Regions from separate parts of the Mus musculus genome. Here regions 2, 3 and 4 are each linked to region 1. The links are chromatin contacts, called in public HiChIP or PLAC-seq and promoter capture Hi-C maps. All regions are on one chromosome and are shown on one strand. Each heading gives the region's core, a stretch centred on a gene start, on an enhancer-like site or on the middle of the called end of the contact. The rest is flanking DNA. Distances are from core to core; before and after follow the strand shown. Region 1 holds the start of Sh2d4a (SH2 domain containing 4A). Region 2 holds the start of Lpl (lipoprotein lipase). Region 3 has its middle 25 kb from the start of Gm33103. Region 4 has its middle 7.1 kb from the start of Gm51577.

Region 1 (3,041 bases), core at 204-2,703:
GAAATAGAACACCACCACTTCTGCTGTTTTCTACTGAGCACACAGACCGATACCTGGTACAGCAATGGCCTGCATGCTTTGACCAGGATAATTGCTCATAGCCTCAATCCAGGTAAGGTGAGACACAAAAATTCATAGCCTTGGTATAAAGTAGGAACACGAATTTACAGTATCTGATGTGGAGTAATAGGAGCAAATGCATTTGAATATTGCGTGCCAGAAATGGTTCTGAACACTTTGTGCAAGAGCCTCTATCTATTCAATAGTCTCTGGCATGCAGTAAGTATCCAAACATATTAGGGCCAGCCATGCTCTGAGCACTTTGCATGCATTATCTCACTTGAGCCTCACAAGAATTGAATCAGCCAGGCACTGCTGATATCGTGAATGGCAAACTGTAAGGCTAAATGTAAGGGGGAGAGCTGTCATCAAGAAAGGCTTGTCAGGACTTGGAGACAGAATGAGTCTGGAGGAGGGTACCTAGTGATAGCATCAGTGTCCCATGGGCCCCTGAGCTGGCTGATAGCCAGCTTGTACAGCTCCTTAGTTTCCAGAGAGTGTGAGGACACGTGCTGAGCAGATACCACCAGTAGGCAGAGGAGGACAGAGCATTCTAAGGCACCTCATCTGGCCACCCAGTTCAGTACAGTGGAGAGTAAGCTTCGGGCCGGGAGTCCTTGCCTGAGTGGATCTCAAGCACAATTCCCAAATGGCTGAGTCGTGTTTCCTGAGAGTGTAGGGTGTAACTCCTGGCTGTAAGGTTTTCCAACTCAAGGGTTTTCTGCGGTTGTGAAAGCCTAAGATAAACAATGTTTGGGTCCAGCATGCCAGGCTCCTAAATCGATTGGACAGGGTGTATAAAGTCACACCGTGTTTCTTGTTTATAAGACTTCTCTCTAACCTCCACAGTCTGAGGTCCTGTGTCATCCCTCCGCACCTCTCAGCCCTGTTTTCTCCCCACATCCCTAACGTTCCTCACCCGTGGAAAAGGCTGGTCCACCTTTCCACTCGGCTCAGCTTTCCTCCCTCCCACGTATGCTTAGGCTTCATTGGTGCTCTGTGCCATCCGGGCCCTGATCTGTTAGTCACAGGGGACTTCCACCTTTTTCCCCCTTTCATGTTTCTCTCCCTGGCTGCCCCTGTCCCTAGTGCCTTCAGCCTGCAGCATTCCAGTCTTTCTCTTCCTTGATCATGCTCGGTAAAGCCACACCTGGAGTCACAAATGCTTCAGAGTTTGATAATTTACTTAATGTCAACAAAAGAGAAGGAAAAAGTAAGCTGTAGAATGCAGGGGCAGAACTACAGCCAACTTGGCCTGCAGGACCCAGGTTCCCAAATGGGCCTTGCCTGCCTCCGCAGGCTCCACCTACAAGTCAAATGTGGAAGGGGCCGGACTATTGTAATTAATAAGTCCCACAGACCCCCACTGAGGTGGTAAGGCAAACTACCCCAGACTGTAGACAGCGCTCTAGATTAACCAAGGACTAGTGGCCTTGCTGTCACTGGACCAAGGCAGCCAAGCTTGCCTACTGGCCCTGGAGCGCCTCCAGCACCCGGGTGGGGCCTTGAGGGAGCGCCCAGTCAGTCACCCCAGCATGTGGGCGCGGCGGGGCGGGCCAGGGCTGCGATCTGGACGCTGAGTGTCCTTCTGGTCCCGAGTGTTTGTCCAGACAGCCCGCGCGGCTGGGTCTCTGGGAGGCTGGGTCTCTGCTTGTCCTCCCTTCTCTTCCCGGACAGTTGCTGTAGGCAATCTGGAGGTGGCAGGTGCTTGGGTCACCTTGCTCCGGGTACTGAGCAGGTAGGTGACCGGGTCGGGTAAAACGCTGGAGCATGGAGCCAGGCAGAAGGGTGAGCGAGGAGTGGGAACCAGCAGGTGAGTCTCTAGAGCGAAGGGTAAAGCACAGAGGACAGGGACAGGAGGAGACCCTGGTTCCCGCGGTCAGGCTGTTCACCTGTCCCTCTGGTCCCTCCTCCACCGCGCGCAGGGCGAGCTCGGGTGCCCAGAGGAACCGACCGCCACAGCTGTGGGTGTCCGATGTCTCGTGTAGGGTGTCCAGTATCGGCAGCCGGGGCCGGGCGAGTGGCGGCCCTAAGAATAGAGGGCTTGTGATCATTATACTAAGAGTCTCCAGTGGGAGGAGAATCGGAGGCAACTTGGAGTCTTTCAGGGAAGTCATGGTGCCCGGGCGGTGTGCATGCACGCGTGGTGAGTGCTTACACTGGCCGGGGCAGGTGCAGCTGCGGAAGCAACCTGCGAGGGTCGGGGCCACGAAGCAGGTGCTGGGTGCCTGCAACAGTACCCACAAATCAGCGGAGGTCCAATCACTGGGCAGTGCCATGTGGTCTCTCCTGGCCCGGAGGTGACCTTCCAGACAGAGTCCTGAAACCTGTTTCAGCCCACGCAGAACTCTATTAGAGAGCTCCCCGCGCGGGGACACCCTCCCGCGGGCGCCCTCACGTGGTACAGAGAGCAGCGGGCTCGTCCCCTCCCTATGGTTCTGGGTCAAGGCTCAATCTAAAATCAGCCTAGCAAGAACTTTCCTCAACAAAAGTAAACCATCCGCAGCCACTCCTGCCCTGGGGGGTTCATGGGCCCTAGGTGGAGTCACTCACTGTTTGCAGATTTTCTCAATAGTGTTTCTCTTCACTATGGCCCTAGAGAAGCAGGGATAACCAGCTACATCTTGCTCAGTTCCCTGACAAGCTTCTCTTGTTTGTGGAACGAAACAATGTATTTATAATTTTTAATTTAATAAATAAGTGGAAGAAATACTTAGGTGAAGATTGGGCACAAATGGACTTGTCTAGTTATATCTGTGAAATACTTCAATCTCGAGAGCATTTACAGAACTTCCAGCTGCTCTCACCACTTGCAATTTATTTTATTTTCAAAATCATCAAGTAAATTAATGAGAAAAAAAAAATCGAACAATCCGAAGCCTGTCCACAGAGCTAGCTGTTTAAAGAATAGATAGAACTTAATCTAAATTCTTAACTTTAGGGATATATGTACTATACATACCACGATAATTCTATGAAGA
Region 2 (3,168 bases), core at 619-3,118, 600 kb after region 1:
AGAGGCCAGCGTGTCTGAATTCCGTGTTAGTTCTTCTTGGAAATCTGTGCACCGTACTGGTCATGCAAAGTGACAATATAGGCCAGTATAAGTCAGGTTCACATATTATAGAAGCAGCTTCAACAAACCATAGATAAGTATTTATCTCTGGACTCTTGAGTGCTTTCTGTGATCAGTTAACTGGAGAGGCATTTTTAAAATGCATTGTGTTAGATGCCCCTTTGCCCCTTTATTAATCTCATAAAATCTTGAAGTTCTCTGAAAGTTCCAGGTAGCAGTGCAGGTCGGTTTGGAGTCTGATCAAATGACTTTTAAGCTTGAAATTCGGCTGTGTGGCTATTCTAGATAAAACACAAAGCATTTCTACACTTCTGTTTTTATGTCTTTTATGCCACTGCCATGTTTTAAAATTAGAGCTTCCTATATACTTCTTTCAGAGGTTGGCCATATTCTAGTTATGTGCCCTGGAGTATCTCTGCCATTTCCAAAGTTGTTCAGTGGGGTTTCGCTCTTGCCAACTTTCAAGATCCACCACATGCGTTGGAGCCAGTAATGAACGTGGATGATGCATTGCTTAGCGATTGCAGTGCAAGATGAGATGGCGAGACATCTGGCTGGAATTCATCTACACAACAGCATGTTTGGCTTTTATCTGATAGTTGTGAGAAATTTAAAAAGCGGGCTTATATTAAAGTATATAGTTTTTGATCCCCTTAACCTCCAAGGGTGTGTGTGTGTGTGTGTAGAGAGAGAGGGAACCATCCTAAAAATATTGAGATCAGTAAAGAGAACTAATTTTTTGAGGTGGTTTCTCAGCATTAAGGTGGGGAATTTAATGTTTATTGGTTTTTTTTTCTAGCTAATCAGCACCCTTTTCATTTAAAAAGATACTTGCAGATGAGCACAGTATATGATGTGCTTTTATTTTTCTTGCTTTTCTACAAACATGTGCTAGTCCACTTTGCAAAAGCTCAGTATTCACCCTTGCAAAGTACAATTTAATATCAACGCATCAACATAGCTGAACAATGATAAGCATAATGGAATTTGGAATATTTCTATCATGCTCCTCACCCTGCCCCCACACTCCTAGCACCCCATATCCCCTCGCCCTGGAACATCACTAATCTATGGACTGTCTTTGTAGGTTTGGAATGGTCATTTGGCATGGCCTCTCCCACTGAAAATCCAGGATAGCTTAAAATGTTTGACCATGACTTTCTGCCTCTGAAAATAGATGTTATTCTTGAGTTTCTTGCTGAATTAAAGGATCGAGTACAATTTACATAAGGCAAAAATTAGAAACTAGTTAAAGCAAGTGGGTCTTTTCTTCTACTACAGAAGGAGACCCATATTGCCAAGATACAAAGCAGACCGTGCAGGCACCATGCGCTGAGCAATATGTGTCCTAAGGTCCCTTTGGCGCGTGGGGACCTGTGGGTGGGTGGGGGAGGGTGTGCGTTTGAAAGGATCTCTCAAGTTTAACAAAGATTTATCAAAAGGTTGTATGTGTGTGAGTGTGAAAGTGTTAGGTACACGCTGTTTAAGAGCAAAACTTCTTCCCCTTAGAAAACGGATCGTAGACTACTCAACATAAATCAGTGTAAACCCCTCCTCTCTGCCTCTATAGGGGTCCCTAGGGACCAGATTCCTCCCGGTAGGCAAACTGGAGTCTAAACAACAAGCAAGCTTTCCTTCCTGCCCTTTCCCCTTCTTCTCGCTGGCACCGTTGAGCCTCGTTACCGTTTGCTCAAATATTTGGAAGTGCATTTAGAGTCCTCCCCCCAACTTATGATTTTATAGCCAATAGGTGATGAGTCTTATTTGCATATTTCCAGTCACTTAAACAGCTGTGCAGTGGAAACAGTGTCAGACTCTCGATTTCTCCTCCTACTCCTCCTCCGAGGAATTCTGCCCCTTGTAACTGTTCTGCCCTCCCCTTTAAAGGTTGACTTGCCCTACGGCGCTCCACCGCGCTCCAGTCCTCTTGCGCCTCCTGCTCAACCCGCTCCTGACTGCCCCACGCCGCGTAGTTCCAGCAGCAAAGCAGAAGGGTGCACCGGGAGATGGAGAGCAAAGCCCTGCTCCTGGTGGTCCTGGGAGTTTGGCTCCAGAGTTTGACCGCCTTCCGAGGAGGGGTGGCCGCAGCAGACGGTACGTTTTTCGCGCCAACTCCCCCTACCCCCACCTGCAGACCCGGACAGGACCACTTTTTCTCCATCTGAAGATGGGAGGGAGAAAGTTGGAAGTACGTGCATGCACTGGGACTCCCAGGCGCAGTAAATTCCCGGGAAGGGTGGCTGGAATGGAATCCAGGAGGAGAAGGGAGAGACTCTGCCTCCCATCACGCTACGGCGACTCTGGGTTCCCGCTTTTTTTTCCTTTCTCCTGAGTTCCCACTCGGTCTCCTGCTCTCTCCCGCCGACTGCCATCGCAGGGAACGGCTGGGGCGTGGGGTGTGGAGCCTAGGATGGGGAGACGCAGAGGCCGAGCAAAGCTGTAGTGACCGGTGGTGACCTCCCTATAGGGAATAGGGGTGCTGAATGCAAGGCACGCGGGCCAAAGTGACCCTAACTTTGCTGGGACTGCGGGTCAGACCCCTCTAGAAGCGGGAAGAGTGAATCGAGGGTGCAGGTGGGAGGACGCGTTGTGTGCATTCCAACTGTACAGGGCGCTGTCGCTCTCGGCGGGGGGTTGTGAGCTACAGTGAAAGTGGGAGTGCGCGGTGGCGCCCGGGAACGCGTGGCGCAGAGTCCTGGAAGCTGGCGTCCTGCAAGCGTTCCTGTGCTCGGCTTAGCTCAGTACTCAAGAAAGCCCAGAAATGAACCTACCCTCCAGAAAACGAGGTTCAGCCACCAGCCGACTGGAGCCTGTGGCTTGGAGGTTGCCAGTTCAGCTCTGTGTCCTTTCCTTGCTGTCCCAGGAGAGGCTCGCCCTAAGGGAGGCGCTCAGCTAGCTGAGAGCACATGGGATTCTCTAGAGCCTAAGGGAGATCGCTTTCAACACTAGGTGAAAAAAAAAAAAAAAGCGGCCACCTCCACGGCTCTGCCTGCTCTCTGCCTAGAGAAGACTAGGGTCAGTAGCAAGTTGCTTTATGGCCTTGAAGTCGAGACCTGCCCACAATTGAGAAGCCTTGTAACTTGAACCTTGATTGAGCTAACAGAACAC
Region 3 (3,023 bases), core at 18-2,517, 750 kb after region 1:
TCCTCTTCTTCTTCTTCTTTTTTTTTTTTTAATTTTATCTTGTTTTTTATTTTTATTTTATTTTGTCTCCCCAACCCAGGTCCTTCGCATATATACTAGGTTTCCAGTTTATTGTTTTTGTTTTTTTTTTCTTATTGTTTTTGGTTTTTGAGGCAGTGTTTCTGTGTAGCCCTGGCTGTCCTGCAGCTCATATAGATTAGCTGGCTTCAAACTCAGAGATCTGCTTTACTCTGCCTCCTGTGTGCTGGGATTAAAAGTGTGTGCCACCACATCTGGCCAGTTTACTGGTTTTATGAGATTCTGAGTATGCAAATAACAAGTGGATCTATTTCTTATGCTTTTAATTTTTTTTGTGTGTGTGAAGAGCTCTTTTCTTCTGTTTTGTGTTTTGTCCTATTCCAATGTTAGCTTTGGTTTTATCTTATTATATTTTTTTACTATCCCTTAAAGGTCCCTTTGTTTTCTAATAAACAACAGAAATGGAATAGATCCAGCTGGGAAAGGAAGTGGGAAGGGCTGAGGAGGAGGAAGAAGAGGAAGAAGAGGAGGAGAGGAGGAGGAAGAAGAAGAGGAGGAGGAGGAGGAGAGAAAACTTTTATCAGGACACATTATGTGAGAAGATAATCTATTTTAAATAAAAAGGAAATGCCAAAATTAATTAATTAATTAATTAATTAATTAATTAATTAAAAACAAAAAATAAAAGTATATAATTCTCTGATTTTTCTTAAGCTTTCATCCTCTTTACATACATGCATGTGTGTATATGTCTGTATTTATTTTTCTATTGCTACTAGAACAAATCCTACAAACTCAGTGGCTTAAAACAATACATCTTTTTCAAAACTCTTACTGTTCTGTAGAATAGAAATCCAAAATAAATGTCGCTGGGCTAAAATCCACGAGATGGCAGGAGGCACTCTTCTGCAGGATCAGAGTTCTGAAGAATCTGTGTCTGCGCTTTTCCCAGCTATCTGAGACCCCCATGTTCTCACAGCCCCTTCCACCTTCAGAATCCTTCTGACCCTTCTCTGGCCACACTTCACACTCGCACATTGGCTGGGACAGGTTCCCTTCCCTTAAAGATTCCATTTCTTAGATACAATCTGTCTCCTTCTCTCCCCCGCCCCCAACCCAACCCCAGAATCTGAAGACATATAATCACACCTGTAAATTTCCATGTTGTTGAGGCTCAGGCAAAGATACCCTGGGATGGTGCTTTGATCCACTATCAGGCCTGAGAAGTTGCTCAGAATGCAGGTTCCTCTGACCTTGTCTGCTTTCTCTCCTGAGCACAGGAACAGGCTCACTCTGGAACTCACTTATCTGACCAAAGGGAGAAGTGCAATTGTCTTAAAAACCTCTCCCTAAGCATCCCATCAAATAACCAGGGAAGATTAACTACTGGGGACAGAGACTAGCCATCTCCACACCTCCTGCCCAGACAGCTTTTCCAGTTTTTCCTCTCTAGCACATGGATGAACTCCAGCGCTGAGCTGCACCTCCAGCCTCCCCACCCCCTTGCCTTTTCATCTATTCTTCTGAGGACAACTCCTGGAGATTGCTCAAGAGCCTTTATCTACCCACCCCGCCAACCTTTGTTCCTCTCGCACATTCCTTTCCCTACCTCTCCCACTGCTTGCTGACAACACCCTCCCCTCCCGAGGATTCCAAGCTTCTCCCTATCCGAGTCTCCTTTCTTCTCTACAGCTGGAGAATTATGAAAGACTTGACCATCAGATCCTTTAGAGGAGACTAATCCTTTGTTCTGGTTTTGCCCAGTCATACACTCCCTCCTCTGCTCCTTGCAGCAACACGGGACAGCCAGAGTAAGTTTGTTACTAAGACACATAAAGGCTTTTCCATGGCAGACACCATCCAGATTAAGTCTGGACTCTAGGCTTCTGTCCATTGTATATATCTTGGTTATCTCCTAAAGGAATGTGCCAGAAACAATCTACCAATGTCTACCAAACATTACTCAAAAGCAGACAGCATTAACAAGGATAACTGGCTTAAAAGAGAAGGTGCTCAGACTTGGGAGCCAAGTTGGTCTGAGTTCAATAAGGCTCTGCTATTTGTTGTACGAGAAGTGACTATCTGAAATCAAGCTGATCATTTTACATCTGACTCAGTTTTTCATCTGCACAATGGTACCATCATGCCAAATCCAGCAGGATGAAGTGAGAGGCCCTTTAAGAGTACCACATATCATGAAGTTCTAACTGAAAAGGAATCTTAGTTGAGAAATGGATGAAAGTCAATATTTCTTTGAAAGTCAACACAATTAATTAATGGGGACAGAACGCAGAGGTTTGTAGGAGTGGGTGAGTCACCGGGAAGAAGTGTGAGGAGACTGTTGTCTTTGAAGGCTTACAAGTGTATGCTTTCTTTATCAGAAAAGTATATATATATATATATAAAACAAATTTATCAGTACTCACTCAAAACTTACACATGTTGGATGTGTTACACTCCAATTATTTAAAAAAAAATTGAAGAGGAGAGAAGCAAAGGAGAAAAGAGTATTTTCCCAAAAAACACTTGGGAAGCTGGGAAGCTGGGTGGGTGAGGAAATCTTAGCTCGGGAGACAAGACAATGATCTCAGCTCTCTAACCCTGCCCACCACACCCTTCTAAGTGTCCTTGTACCACTTGTGGGTTTTGGAGCCTAAGGAAGAGGGAGAGAGCCTCATGCAGAAACTAGGACAACTTTTCTGCTGGCACAGATATGAGCATGCAGAGTAAAAGCAGATGAGCTCATGAAAGGGAAAGTTGGTGGAGAGAAAAGAGAGCCCCTTAAGAAAACAGAGAGGCCGGGCGGTGGTGGCGCACGCCTTTAATCCCAGCACTCGGGAGGCAGAGGCAGGCGGATTTCTGAGTTCGAGGCTAGTCTGGTCTACAGAGTGAGTTCCAGGACAGCCAGGGCTATACAGAGAAACCCTGTCTCGAAAAACCAAAAAAAAAAAAAAAAAAAAAAAAAAAAAAAAAAAAAAAAAAAAAAGAAAAGAAAACAAAGAGAT
Region 4 (3,186 bases), core at 645-3,144, 570 kb after region 1:
TTGGCCTTCTGGTTTTTCCTGCAATAATATTGACTAAATGAGATGGTTATCAGAGACTAGTAACGGTTGCCAAGGCATCTGGCAAAAGAACCATCCTAAGTGCCAGCTGTTTACTTGATACCAGCAAACCCTTTCTTCTACCTACTTGTGGTCTCCCACTCAGAGGGCTTTTTACCTTATAGATGCATTTGGCAGTGCAATCCCTGAGTCTAAAGGTAACAGGTTGAATATAGTTAGTAACAGAGAGTAAATCCCAAAGTTCATATTCTCCCAGGTAGCTCTTAGCCTCAACCGGATCCTCACAGTGTAAAAGAGTAGATGTTTTAATTTTGACATGGAAAAAGAATCCACTTTATGCGAGTATCATGCATAAGATGTGATGGGATGTGTACCTTAGTCCCTCAGACTGTATATATTCTTGCTTGACACTCTATTTATAAATAAGCTTTCATGTCAGATTTCAAAGCCATAATGAATTAGGAAAGAAAAGCAACTTGTTATATGTAAGTATACCATAACTGCTATTTACAATGGAGGATGCAGTTAAATAGCAGAAAACCTACCCACATCTATACCCCTAGCCCCTCAAACACACACACACACACACACACACACACACACACACACACTCCAGCAGCAGAAACTTGGAATTACTCTGTATATGTAAAAACATTCACACCCATACTTTCTTTCTTGCCCCTGAGATCATGAGTGTATTATAATTCAGTAGCCCAGTTAATATACTTCACAGTAGTGCTAAGTCATGCTCCAAATGTGACCTCTCCAAAGTGAACAAATGATATAGCTATTTCATGTTTTATATTCTTGCTTTTGCCCTCTAGTACAGCAGGACTACACACTTACCTCACCTATTCCTTACAGGATGCCTGAGAGACTTTATTACCCTGATTTTATGGCCAGAACATAGGACTCAGTCTCAGAAATCTCTTAGGGTCCCACAGTAATAACAAAATCGTTTGAAAATCTAGAATTGCCAGATGCAAGAATTGAGTGAGAGGAAACATGGCATCAAATGACAGATACAGACCGTCTCAGGGCCAAGTGCTCTGTGTGTGTGTGTGTGTGTGTGTGTGTGTGTGTGTGTGTGTGTGTGTGTGTGTGTGTATTTTGTTTTTGAGACAGGGTCTTATCATGTAGCCCTGGCAAGCCTGAAACTCTGAATGAGACCAGGCTGGCCTTGAACTCACAGAGATCTGCCTGGTTTTGCCTCCTGAGTGCTGGGATTAAAGGCATGCACCAAGGTTCTTCTTAGAAACTCGGGCCATCCCAGACCTGCTATCCTCTGATGAATTTGAAACGTTTTCATCATTTCTAGCATTTTCATCATTTCTAGCATTTCAGTGCCCCCTATAATTAGCTCTCTGTAATTAGATGCTCTCTTTACATCTAGAAGCTTCCACAGTATCTAATCCAGGGATAGTGATTCTTTTCCTATTAAATAACACTAGGAAAACAGATTCAGAATTTAGCATCAGGAAATGTGTCATAATCATTGTCACTCATTGGTGGACCAGGTGCCCCATGAAGAGAAGGTGGCTTACACAGTCAGCAGCGTCATTCCAAATCACCTTTAATGGCATTTATGAAGATCCTAAAGAAGACACACTTGAGGGTTTGCTGGAAGATGTGGAAAGACTGGCAAGATGTTTACAAATACTGAACCGCGAGGGAGCACCTGCCCTTCCGGTCCTCCACTGTGAACCTCGAGGAAGCACCTGCCCTTCCGGTCCTACACTGTGAACAGTGAGGTAGCACCTGCCCTTCCGGTCCTACACTGTGAACTGTGAGGGAGCACCTGCCCTTCCGGTCCTACACTGTGAACCTCGAGGAAGCACCTGCCCTTCCGGTCCTCCAGTGTGAACAGTGAGGGAGCACCTGCCCTTCCGGTCCTCCACTGTGAACCTCGAGGAAGCACCTGTCCTTCCGGTCCTTCACTGTTAACTGTGAGGGAGCATCTGCTCTTCCGGTCCTACACTGTGAACTGTGAGGGAGCACCTGCCCTTCCGGTCCTACACTGTGAACCTCGAGGGAGCACCTGCCCTTCCGGTCCTACACTGTGAACTGTGAGGGAGCACCTGCCCTTCCGGTCCTACACTGTGAAATCCAACTAAATTGTAAAAGAATACAAAAGGCAAAAAGTATAACTCCTGCCTTATTTGTATATTTCAGATGTCCTGGTCAGGCACGGAGATACCAGATGAATCTCTGAAAAGTGTTTCAGCGTCTAACCAAACAGGAGTCCAGAAATGGCCAAGAAGTCAGATGCAGAAAGGGAGAATACAATTAGGTCTGTGCTTAGGGATAGAGACCTACTAGATTCATGATTGGGAGCTGCTAAAGGTTCCCAGGTTACTGCAGGGCAGATAGCATTGCTTAAAGAAAGTCTGCAGGCAAGGCTCCAGAGTTCACCTCGCAGCTGAGGGCATGATCTTAAACAAACTCTGAGTCTCTCCCTTCCTTCTTACCTGCAGCAGGACACACACACACACACAGATTTGGGGTTGAACCTAGTAACAGCTCTGGAGTTAGTAAGTTAGAATTTTACACTAAATTTTGTTCTAACATTCGGGCTGTATGGAAATTTCTTTGTTTTCAACACTTGCATGGAGTTTGAAATGTCAAGCCATTGTGAAAATGTAGTCCCCAGCCTAGCAGTGCTTAGCCAATAAGGCAAACAGCAACACATGTGAATTGAGTAAGATAAGGACTTTTAAAATAGAACAATCTTGCCCCATAGAACTTGTGTCACTGTGAAGACTGAGAAACAGTGAAGAACCATTTCTTATAGTTTCCCAATAGTCGTAGAAAAGGTTAAATAAAAGGGACAAATTGCCTAAGACTATTCATCTCCAAAACTCCAAGTGGCAGTCACATACAGCGGTTATCTGAACCCAGAAATCCTGAAACAAAAAGCTACTGTTTGCTGGAGCTTGGTGCCACGAAAAAGTAAATCTACAATGTGAACTAAGGAAATGGAGAATTCCTTTGGTGAGTATATAGCACATGTGGCTATAGAACTGTGAGCAGGGATAGCACAGGAGACCAAGGGCAGACCAGGTTCGCAATATGCTGTTATTAATCATTATTAGCAATAACTCTTTCCCTATAGTGTTCTATAATTGAAAAAGCATGTTCATACATTGTCTTGAGACTCAGCAAACGTGG

The links. Promoter capture Hi-C pulls out the DNA fragments that hold promoters and counts their contacts. HiChIP or PLAC-seq counts read pairs in DNA pulled down with a chosen protein or histone mark.
Region 2: a promoter capture Hi-C map of stem cell-derived epiblast-like cells shows a contact between it and region 1, with 3 times the contacts expected there. The contact joins the promoter of Lpl here to the promoter of Sh2d4a in region 1. A contact is called at or near these places in 9 of 39 promoter capture datasets (the 3T3-L1 cell line, HPC-7-derived erythroid cells, embryonic stem cells and 4 more).
Region 3: a contact with region 1 is called in an H3K27ac HiChIP or PLAC-seq map of embryonic stem cells, with 4 times the contacts expected there. The contact joins the enhancer-like site here to the promoter of Sh2d4a in region 1. A contact is called at or near these places in 11 of 39 promoter capture datasets (HPC-7-derived erythroid cells, cranial neural crest, embryonic stem cells and 7 more), 7 of 115 datasets of contacts at active chromatin or transcription factors (embryonic stem cells, extraembryonic endoderm stem cells and stem cell-derived neural progenitor cells) and 2 of 9 other capture datasets (adipose tissue and embryonic stem cells).
Region 4: a contact with region 1 is called in a promoter capture Hi-C map of liver, with 2.5 times the contacts expected there. The contact joins the enhancer-like site here to the promoter of Sh2d4a in region 1. A contact is called at or near these places in 8 of 39 promoter capture datasets (the 3T3-L1 cell line, the C10 cell line, HPC-7-derived erythroid cells and 5 more) and 1 of 9 other capture datasets (adipose tissue).

The regions. Positions count from the first base shown.
Region 1 is chr8:68,275,075-68,278,115 of GRCm38.p6, forward strand. Sh2d4a (SH2 domain containing 4A) reads left to right here and starts at 1,454. Exons shown (of 9, transcript NM_028182.1): 1 at 1,454-1,798.
Region 2 is chr8:68,878,687-68,881,854 of GRCm38.p6, forward strand. It overlaps Lpl (lipoprotein lipase), which reads left to right and starts at 1,869. Exons shown (of 10, transcript NM_008509.2): 1 at 1,869-2,154. The coding sequence starts at 2,067.
Region 3 is chr8:69,026,339-69,029,361 of GRCm38.p6, forward strand. No RefSeq gene overlaps it. Among named protein-coding and RNA genes, the nearest start is that of Gm33103, 25 kb to the left of the region's middle. Within about 2 kb of position 1,268, at least 43 of the 459 cell types and tissues checked have an H3K27ac peak or open chromatin away from gene starts, as enhancers often do. A contact at or near this core is called in embryonic stem cells, extraembryonic endoderm stem cells and stem cell-derived epiblast-like cells, where this site is marked.
Region 4 is chr8:68,846,222-68,849,407 of GRCm38.p6, forward strand. No RefSeq gene overlaps it. Among named protein-coding and RNA genes, the nearest start is that of Gm51577, 7.1 kb to the right of the region's middle. Within about 2 kb of position 1,895, at least 17 of the 459 cell types and tissues checked have an H3K27ac peak or open chromatin away from gene starts, as enhancers often do. A contact at or near this core is called in adipose tissue, where this site is marked.